Linked DNA regions of Triticum aestivum: region 2 is linked to region 1. Evidence: chromatin contacts called from public Hi-C data. All regions are on one chromosome and are shown on one strand. Each heading gives the region's core, a stretch centred on a gene start, on an enhancer-like site or on the middle of the called end of the contact. The rest is flanking DNA. Distances are from core to core; before and after follow the strand shown. Region 1 holds the start of LOC123140168 (ras-related protein Rab7). Region 2 holds the start of LOC123140184 (probable alpha,alpha-trehalose-phosphate synthase [UDP-forming] 7).

Region 1 (4,864 bases), core at 2,332-4,831:
AGACCGACTCCGACACCGGATCGGGCGACGATGATGGAGGAGGAGCCGCTGGCTAGCCCGACATGAACTACAAGGTCACCGTCAACTATATAGTAGTTTAGGATTTTTGTTTTAAGATTTTTAGTTCACTGGCATCCTAGTTTAAATGAACTTCGTTCGGATTATATGAAATCCGTCATGTTTGCACGATTTTCGTCCGACTAGTTCGAAAAGTTGTTGAGATGTATGCTGGCGGTGTTGGATGGTTGACTTCTGCATCCATGTTCGCGGAAGGGTGCACAGAAAATTTGCGGGTTGCCGATTGAGATGCCCCAAGCGCTCGGCTGCATGCGCACTTGCACAATTTTTTTTGAACACAGTACAGATGCAAGTGCTCATATATACGTGCATACACACACCCTATGAACACACACACGCACACCTTACACCTACAACACCTCCGAAAGACTGAGCAGACATATCATCTTGAGATTTTACGAAGTCACCGTAGGCGCCTCGTAGTCGATGATAACTTCTCCGCCCACTAAATGCACATCGCCGGAAATTCTGAAATAAATCCAGGATAAATACGAGCACCGGGACTTGAAACCCTGGTGGGCTGGGATACCATTGTCCATGTAACCATCCAACCATAGTTTGATTCACCGCACTTGCACTATTTACCAACAAAGCGATGCTTTGTTTTTCAAGTCGGGCGCAGGGATTATGTATACCCTATATTTTTAAAGAAAAAAAGGTTTGTCTTTCCAAGAAAAAAGAAAAACTCTTTGAAGAAAATCCGAATCTTACAACAGGTGAATTTTTTATTGAGATGACCAACCAACCAAAACTCCTAAAAAAACGAAGGAGGTTCTACGCGTCGGATCGCGGTGGCCCGACTTAGGCCAACTCCACCACGCGACCCCAAACGAACGTCCGTTTTGTCCGGATTCTGTCCGTTTGGGTAGGGGTTTAGGGCCGTGTCCGGGCGTGTCCTGGGATGCGGTGGCCGTGCGCGCAGCGCGCGGCCGCATCCATTTGCCCCATCCTGTCCGCGTCCACTTAAAAAACTAATAATTCAGCCATCGTCCCGGTTCATCACGTCGGCCTACACGTCCATCGCCGGCATCAGCCAGCGGCCGGCAACACAGCCAGCCTCCAAAATGAATAGTTCTCCTCGCCGGCAACACAGCCAGCGGCCGGCAACACAGCCGGCCTCCAAAATGAATGTTTTCTCGCCGGCACACTACCAGCGGCCCGACGGGCGGGCGGGCGGCACCCATGCCAGCCTCAAAAAGAACGGCCACGCCGATCGGATGATCTAGTTCAGGCCTTCGGCGTCGAGCATCTCCTTCTGCCTGGCCTCGAACCAGGCCCTCGTCTTGTCGCTCATCTTCGACAAGTCCACGCTCATGATCGCGAGGGCCACCTCCTTCCCTTTGGTGGCGGCATTGGTGGCCTCGATGTCGAGCTGCCTCTGCCTGGCCTTGACGTTGTCGGCCTCGATGTCGAGCTGCCTTTGCCGGGCCGCCTCCTCCATGTCGAGCTGCCGTTGCCGGGCCGCCTCCTCCAAGTCGATCTTCCTCCTCTTGGCCGCCTCCTCCATCTCAAGCTTCTGTCTTTGAAGGTCTAGGTATTGCTTCATTTGCTCGTCCTTGCTTTGCCGCTTCTTCTCGTCCCTCAAATCCTTTTGAGACATCATGCCATGCAAAGTGTCATGCAAGGCCATGGATGAGGCGTCACGTATGTCATCCACCTTGGAGTTGGTCTTGCCCCTCGGCCTCTTCAACGCCTTGCCATCTCCACCTCCGGCGAACTTGGTCGTCTTCAGTCCTCTCTCCCTTTGTAGTTCACGGTATTGGTCCTTGAACTTAGGGCACATGTTGATGAGCGTCCAACAATGCGTAAGAGTGAATGGCTTGTCATTGTGCCGGGCCTTGAATGCCTCCAAATATTGGAATGCCTACACCACATGATCAATAACAAGTGAACATGCAAACATATACACGGCCAAAGTCTCATGGCCGTAGCAAGGAAAGGGCTAGAAAGGGGAGATCATACCATGTCCCCAACGCCGAGACCAATCACGGGCCGTGCTTCAACGCTCTCAAATGCGGCGCAATACTTGTTGCACTCTTGTTGGATGAACAACCATCTTTTTTGAATCGAACCGATGCCACGGTTGCTTGTAATTTGGAAGGGCTCAAACATCTTCCTTTCATGGAATGTTTTGTGGACTCTCGTCCAAAAAACAATGCCCTTTTATTGCGCGCCGGTCCTCGGATCTTGGCTAATCTCCATCCAAGCTTGGCAAATCAACTTGTCCTCATCTTGTGTATATGAACCCGTGCGAATGCTCTTCCTCTTCTTTTGTGCCTCCGCTCTTTGGGTGAGCTCGTCGATGAACAATGGCGCACCACTAATATCAACGTCATTGCTTTCTTCTTCTTCATCATCACCTTCGACATAGATGTCATCGTCTTCATGCCACGAGTCAACGTGGTCGTAGTCAGCACGGTCGTGCCCACCTTCATCGGGGACGTACTCGGCACGGCCATCCTGACTTTGGGTCTCATTGGGGTCGTAGGTACGACCATGCCCACCGTCGAAGATCACGTCCTCCATGTAGCGGTTGTAGAAGGGGTCGTCGACCGCTGGCGTTGGGGTTGGCATTTCATCAAACAAGACGCGGGGGGCCGGCATGGTGCCCGTGAACGGTGCCCGTGCCTGTTTTCTTAGCATCTCGACGGACGGCCGCCCGCCGCTGCTGGACCCGGGCGTGACGTTGAGGTCGATGACGGCCGCGGGGCGCGGTGTGGACGGCGCGAACGCGCCCACGTCCGGCGACCTCGAGAAACGGGTCTGGCCGTCGTGCCTTGGCGGAGGGAAGCACGACGACATGGGCGCGGTGCGCGACGTCGGCGACTGGCCGCAGTGCGTAGGCCGCGCAACCGACGAGCTGGTGCTCGCCGGGGCGACGGCCGCTGCAGGGAACCCGGCAGGACGCCTCATGCCAAGCATGAGGATGGCGTGCGCTTTGTTGACGAGGTCCTCCTTCTTGTCGGTAGCGGCCTTGCGCCGCGCGGCCTCCAGCTCCTCGCGCATGGCGGCTCTCTTGGCCGCGGCGGCATTGAGCTTGACGACCGCTCTCCGTTCCCTCCTCTTCGCCGATTCCGCGTCCAACTTGGCGATCTCCTCCGGCGTGCACTCCGACCGCGGTTTCCTTGGCGCCTTCTTCTTCACCTTTGCGGGCGGGTCGACGGCCAGGCCGCCGTGACTCGGCTGGGCGTCGGCCATGGATGGAGGAGAGAGAGGGCGGCGGGAGGGTTTGGGGCAAATGGCGCCAAATGGGCGTGGGGGGATTTTGGTTTCTCCTACCGACAGGCGGGCCAGGGGAGGACAAGCGCGCGCGTCCCGCCCGTCCGCGCGCTGTCCGTTTCATCCCAAAACCAGCGCAAGTTTGGGCCGGGGATGGGTCGAAAGCGGACACAAAGCGGACACAAAGTCCGTTTGCGCCCGCGCGCTGCGCCGTCGCTTTTGTCCTTTTTACTCCAAACGGACGGGGGCGGACAGGATAGGGTCGCACCGTGGAGTTGGCCTTACGGTCGCCACATCACATCACGGCCCCCTTCGGCGCAGTTCTTCCGGGCCTCCCTCGCATCGCCCACCACAGAGGCACAGAGCACACGAGTCGACGCGGCGCGACAGCTCAGCTCTTTCGTCTCGTCTCGCCTCGCCTCGCCCCGCCCCGCCCCCTTCCAGTCCCTCCGGCGCGCGCGAGCGAGATCGATCGCCCCGGGCCCTAGATCCCGATGGCCTCGCGCCGCCGCACCCTCCTCAAGGTCATCATCCTCGGCGACAGCGGGTGAGCGCTTCGGATCTCTCTCCCCCCGTTTTACGCGGCTCTGTTATCCCCCCTCTCTCGATTCCTCGCTGACTTTCTCTCTTCGTCTTCTGTGATCTAGGGTTGGGAAGACTTCCTTGATGAACCAGTATCCTGAGATTCGTGTTCAGATATTATAATTGCGTCGAGTTAGCTGTGTCGTTCCGGACAGATTGGATTTTGTACTGGAGCATAAGTAGTTGTTTTGGCTTGTGTTTCCTTGAGCTTTGATTTAATTCAGATATGTGAACAAGAAGTTCAGCAACCAGTACAAGGCTACGATTGGCGCCGATTTCCTCACCAAGGAGGTGCAGTTCGAGGACAGGCTCTTCACCCTACAAGTAAGAAGATCTTTATGCCCTCGTCTTTCTTTTTTGCCGCTGCTGGATCATGCTCTATGCCTAGTTCACTACTTCAGTTCATGTGAGTAGTGCTAGTGTGGTTTGGCATCACCATCATTAGTTGTTGAACTGCTCCTGTCCCATGTAAAGTACAAGATAGCAAATGTTATCCGTCGATCTACTCTTTGTGTGGATCATCACACGGTTGATGCTGCATGATTGGTTCAATCCTTGCATCATTTGCAGTCCTGCTTAGTTTAGTGTTCTCAGCTGTGAATATTATTGTACACCATTGGGTACAGCATGACTGGAATTATTGGCTTGTCGACTTATGCTGGAGCTAAATTTGTATGGACATCAGAAAGTGGACCCACATATAGTGTAGTCTTCCGAAAGAAAATAAATAGACCATTTGATTTTACATGAGAACAATTCCTAGAAAAGTGTAAATGGTTCAAGAATTCACTAGGGCATAAAAGTACTACTTATCTTGGCATGATGTTCTTCTGATTTAGCCTTGGGCCTCTGACAACAAATAATTGTTACTCCCCCTGTAAAGAAATATAAGAGCATTTAGATCACTAAAGTAGTGATCTAAACGCTCTTATATTTCTTTACAGAGGGAGTATTAGTTTGTTTTGCACCCTGCTCTTCACTCGTC
Region 2 (5,147 bases), core at 57-2,556, 570 kb after region 1:
ACTTTCACAATAACAAATATATATGTTATGAAAATATATTAAATGGTGATTCTAATGGTTGATTTGGGATTGTGCATGTTAATAATTTTTTGTATATATAACTTGATTAAATGTTACAAAGTTTGACTTGAGACAAAACTAGTATGCGATCGAGGGGTGCTAGTACATCACTACAATGGTATAATAGTAGTACTATACAATTTACAACACACGAAGGCCAACAATATGGCCCCAGCCCCACTGATCCTCACCTGGAGATTCCATCGTCAAAAGCTTGACCAGTACGTACAACAACTTGCCTTACGCTACATGGCCAACTGGCTATACTATATCATCAGATATTCCTAAACCAAATTGCACCACTGGATTGAAGTTGAACCTACCTAGCGGCAACGGCAAAGGGCACGTTATCCGAATAAAAATCAAGGGATATGCTATGCTGGTCAGACTATCATCATGGGTTGGGTGGCCAGTGCGCCTGCTGCCTCACGCTTAATTAGCCACTAAGATTGCTTGTCCTTTTTTCCTCGAAAGACAGAGCTAGAAGACACTGCCCTTCTGTTCGCTAGCTGTTTGTTAGCTGGTTGTCTGTCGCGCGAATTAATTAGGGATATCCTGCGCGCGACGCTCCTCGTGGCGTCCGTCTCGATGGATGACCGTATGCCTACCTGGAATGGGCATCCGAGGGCGACGTGGCCACGGACGGTCGCAGTCGCGGCCTCGCTGACATGCCGCGCGTGCCACGGGTGGCCCATGTGGCGCCACATCACCGGAGCGGCGACGCTGGCCACCTCACCGCAGATCAAATTCGTGGACAGCGTTGCGCCTAGTCACGGACACATCTGCAGCGTCGGCATCATGTCGACGCGGCGGCGCGGCTGCCGGACGCGTGTCCCGGGCCACCGCGTTTGGGCTATCGCTGTCGCTCGCTTGCGGGAACGGGAAGGGGGACCGGGACGTCTCATGAAAGCGCCGGACCAAATGGCCTGGGGAATTCTTTATCCACAAGCTGTAGCCCCCGGCTGATCTCGTCCGTCAATCGCGTGCGCGGAGCCATCCCGTGCGTCCGTTTGGGTGGGCCCCAGGGTCGTCAGGTGGCAGCGTGACGCCAGCTGGAGCCGGTGGGGCACGCACCACCTTATCCTCTTTTCTCCGCCGCGTGGTCTGTCTGTGTGGGCAGGGTGCACTGCGCCGGCGGGTGACAGGAATGGTAGGGCCCATCGGTCGGTGAGGGGTGGACCAGGAGGCAGGCGCCGTGCGCCGAGTCCAGCAAGGGGGCAATATACTGTGTGCTCGTCTTCCCCGTCGCCCCACTTCGGCTCCCCATTCCCCCGAACTCCAAAACGCCGGATCGGTCAAAGGCGCGGGCGGACCTAGGGTTTGGATAAAACACTCGCCATTCCGCGGATCCGGCGGGGATCGATCCGGGGGATTCAGCCATGATGTCGAGGTCCTACACCAACCTGCTCGACCTGGCGGCGGGGAACTTCGCGGCGCTCGGCCCGGCCGGCGGCGGGAGGCGCCGGTCGGGGTCGTTCGGGTCGAGGCGGATGCCGCGGGTCATGACGGTGCCCGGCACGCTGTCGGAGCTGGACGACGAGGACGACGAGCGGGCCGCCACCAGCAGCGTCGCCTCCGATGTGCCCTCCTCCGCCATCTGCGAGCGCCTCATCGTCGTCGCCAACCAGCTCCCCGTCGTCGCGCGCCGCCGCCCCGACGGCCGCGGCTGGGTCTTCTCCTGGGACGACGACTCGCTCCTCCTCCGCCTCCGCGACGGCGTCCCCGACGAGATGGAGGTGCTCTTCATCGGCACCCTCCGCGCCGACGTGCCCGCCGCCGAGCAGGACGAGGTCTCGCAGACCCTCATCGACGGCTTCCGCTGCGCCCCCGTCTTCCTCCCCGCCGACCTCTACGATCGATTTTACCAGAACTTCTGCAAGGGCTACCTCTGGCCGCTCTTCCATTACATGCTCCCCTTCGCCACCGCTCAATCTCCCAATGACAACGGTGCATCTGCCGGTGGTCGGTTTGAGCGCGCCTCATGGGAGGCCTATGTCCTCGCCAACAAGCACTTCTTCGAGAAGATCGTTGAGGTCATCAACCCGGAGGACGACTATGTTTGGGTCCATGATTACCACCTCATGGCGCTGCCCACCTTCCTCCGCCGCCGCTTCAATCGCCTCCGCATCGGATTCTTCCTCCACAGCCCATTCCCCTCATCAGAGATATACCGATCCCTCCCTGTCAGAGAGGAGATCCTCAGGACTATGCTCAACTGTGATCTCATTGGATTCCACACATTCGATTATGCCAGGCACTTTCTGTCTTGCTGTAGTAGGATGCTGGGGATAGAGTACCAGTCAAAGCGTGGATATATTGGTCTGGATTACTATGGTCGCACTGTTGGGATCAAGATCATGCCAGTGGGAATCCATATGGGTCAATTGCAGTCAGTGCTGCGGTTACCTGAAATGCAGCAGAAGGTTGCTGAGCTGCGGCAGCAATTTGAGGGCAAGACTGTGTTGCTTGGTGTGGATGACACAGATATCTTTAAAGGCATCAATCTGAAGCTTCTTGCATTTGAGTATATGTTGAAGACACATCCTAAGTGGCGGGGCAGGGCTGTGTTAGTACAGATTGCTAACCCAGCACGTGGGAAGGGAAAGGATATTGAGTCCATTCGGGCTGAGATTCAGGATAGTTGTGAGAGGATTAACAGAGAGTTTGGCCAGTCCGGGTACAGCCCAATTGTTCTCATTGATCGGAATGTCCCAAGTGTGGAGAAGCTTGCATATTATACGGTCGCTGAGTGTGTCGTGGTGACGGCTGTGAGGGATGGGATGAATTTGACCCCATATGAGTATGTTGTCTGTCGACAGGGCATACCTAGCTCTGAGTCTGCACCTGAGGTGAGTGGGCCACGCAAGAGCATGCTAGTTGTCTCGGAATTTATTGGGTGCTCACCTTCACTGAGTGGTGCCATTCGTATTAACCCATGGAATGTTGAATCAACGGCGGAGTCACTAAATGAGGCCATATCAATGTCAGAGCGTGACAAGGAGCTGAGGCACGAAAAACATTACCGCTATGTAAGCACACATGACGTTGCATATTGGTCAAGGAGCTTTATCCAGGACCTGGAGAGGGCTTGCAAGGATCATTTCAGGAAGCCATGTTGGGGCATTGGATTGGGATTTGGATTCAGGGTGGTGGCACTAGACCCAAATTTCTCAAAGCTTAGTTTTGATTCAATTATAATGTCTTATGGGAGATCAAAGAGTAGAGCTATATTTCTTGACTATGATGGTACATTGGTGCCACAGGCTTCTCTCTACCAGAAACCGAGTGAAGAATTAGTAAGCATCATTAATACCCTATGCTCGGATAAGAACAACATCGTCTTTATTGTCAGTGGAAGAAGCAAGAATAGCTTGGGATCAATGTTCTCCTCATGTCCAATTCTAGGCATCGCGGCAGAGCATGGCTATTTCTTAAGGTACAATTTTTTATTACCACTGTTGTACATTTTGCTTCAGATTAACAGTGAAGTCTGTACTTTATTCAGACATAATAGGAATAGGAGTCTAGGTCAACTGCAGATGCAAAGGTCTCAGTGTTTTCTGCTTCATCGAGCAAATAGCAATCTAGTTTACTTTTGTTGGTTTTTCTTGTATCAATAGGAAATTCTTCATTTGTTCCTTGTCAGGCTACTACATGCACCAGTTGTTTGTTTGGTACTCCCTCCATGAAATTAGGGCGTCAGGTGGGAGAATAACGCAGTGCTTGACAAAATACCCCTCCCTCGGATCTGCTTTACTGATTCACATTATTATCTGTCGCTGCATGCACATAGCATGATTGGCTAAGGCTGCGCATTCTGCTCCTCTATAGCATTCACACTCTAGGATTGGCCAGCGTGAGGCCCATATTAAACGGATGCTTGTTATCGAGGCGCGTGGAGCGAGTATTTTGCGGCGCTTTTCAAGGGTAAATCTGGGAAATAAACTGCATGAGATTCTCTCCTTAATTGCTGTGCTCAGAATTGTACGCCCTCCTTTGGCGATCGGAGGGAGTACTTCACTGTAATGACCAACTAGCGGAGTCAGTAATTAGGACTTGTAGGTTCATGCACCTTATGTTCATTAAACTCGTGTACCAGGTTCTGCTTTTACTTCACACACGTCATAAGATGTTTGTTCATGTTTCTTGGCTGCCCATTTCTGTTTAGCGTTTTTATTACCTGGGGAGAATGGAGATCGTTGCAGACTGATCATGATTTTTAGAATCCACTGGAGAATTAAATAGATGACGAAACACTATGTTTCCATATTGTAGGTGGACAAGAGATGAAGAATGGCAAACCAGTACCCAGTCCCCAGATATTGGATGGATGCAGATGGCCGAGCCAGTGATGAATCTTTATACAGAAGCAACTGATGGATCCTACATTGAAACCAAAGAGACTGCTTTGGTGTGGCACCATAGGGATGCTGACCAAGGCTTTGCGTCTTCTCAGGCAAAGGAGATGCTTGATCACCTGGAAAGTGTACTAGCAAATGAAGCAGTCTCAGTCAAGAGCGGCCAGTTCATTGTTGAAGTCAAACCTCAGGTTCGCCATTACCATTTGTTGCATTACATTAGACGAGGTCACCAATTTTTGTGCCATCCATAGAGTACATGCGCACATGATTTTCCCTTCATTTGTACTCCCTCTGTCCGGAAATACTCGTCGGAGGAATGGATGTATCTAGATGTATTTTAGTTATAGATACATTCATTTTTAGGCATTTCTCCGACAAGTATTTCCGGACGGAGGGAGTATCTGTATGAGATAACCTATGACTTGCTCTGCATTTAGCTGGTGCCCCTACCTGATGTTCGCATAATACTTCTGTGTCAATCACACAAGCCATGTTGTTTCTTGTACATTACAGTGGGCCTCGATCACATGCCCGTAATTCTAAGTCTGCTTGTAATCAGTTTCCTGCTTTTTTGCTGGGTTTGGCTGGCGCTACGTCCGCTGATTCGGTGAATTAATTAGCCAGATGAGCTGCGTCACATGCAAGCGTGAGGGGCGATGCTGTATGCAGAATTTAATTAGTTACATTTGTGTAATTGACGCAACGACAAATGCATGCCTGATTTAA

What was found. A called contact is a pair of places that touch in the nucleus more often than the background predicts.
Region 2: a contact with region 1 is called in a Hi-C map of leaf, with 5 times the contacts expected there. The contact joins the promoter of LOC123140184 here to the promoter of LOC123140168 in region 1. A contact is called at or near these places in 2 of 5 Hi-C or Micro-C datasets (both in leaf).

What each region holds. Positions count from the first base shown.
Region 1 is chr1B:587,674,670-587,679,533 of IWGSC CS RefSeq v2.1, forward strand. LOC123140168 (ras-related protein Rab7) reads left to right here and starts at 3,582. Exons shown (of 7, transcript XM_044559899.1): 1 at 3,582-3,844; 2 at 3,945-3,971; 3 at 4,104-4,203. The coding sequence starts at 3,792.
Region 2 is chr1B:588,245,714-588,250,860 of IWGSC CS RefSeq v2.1, forward strand. It overlaps LOC123140184 (probable alpha,alpha-trehalose-phosphate synthase [UDP-forming] 7), which reads left to right and starts at 1,307. Exons shown (of 3, transcript XM_044559900.1): 1 at 1,307-3,496; 2 at 4,336-4,609. The coding sequence starts at 1,440.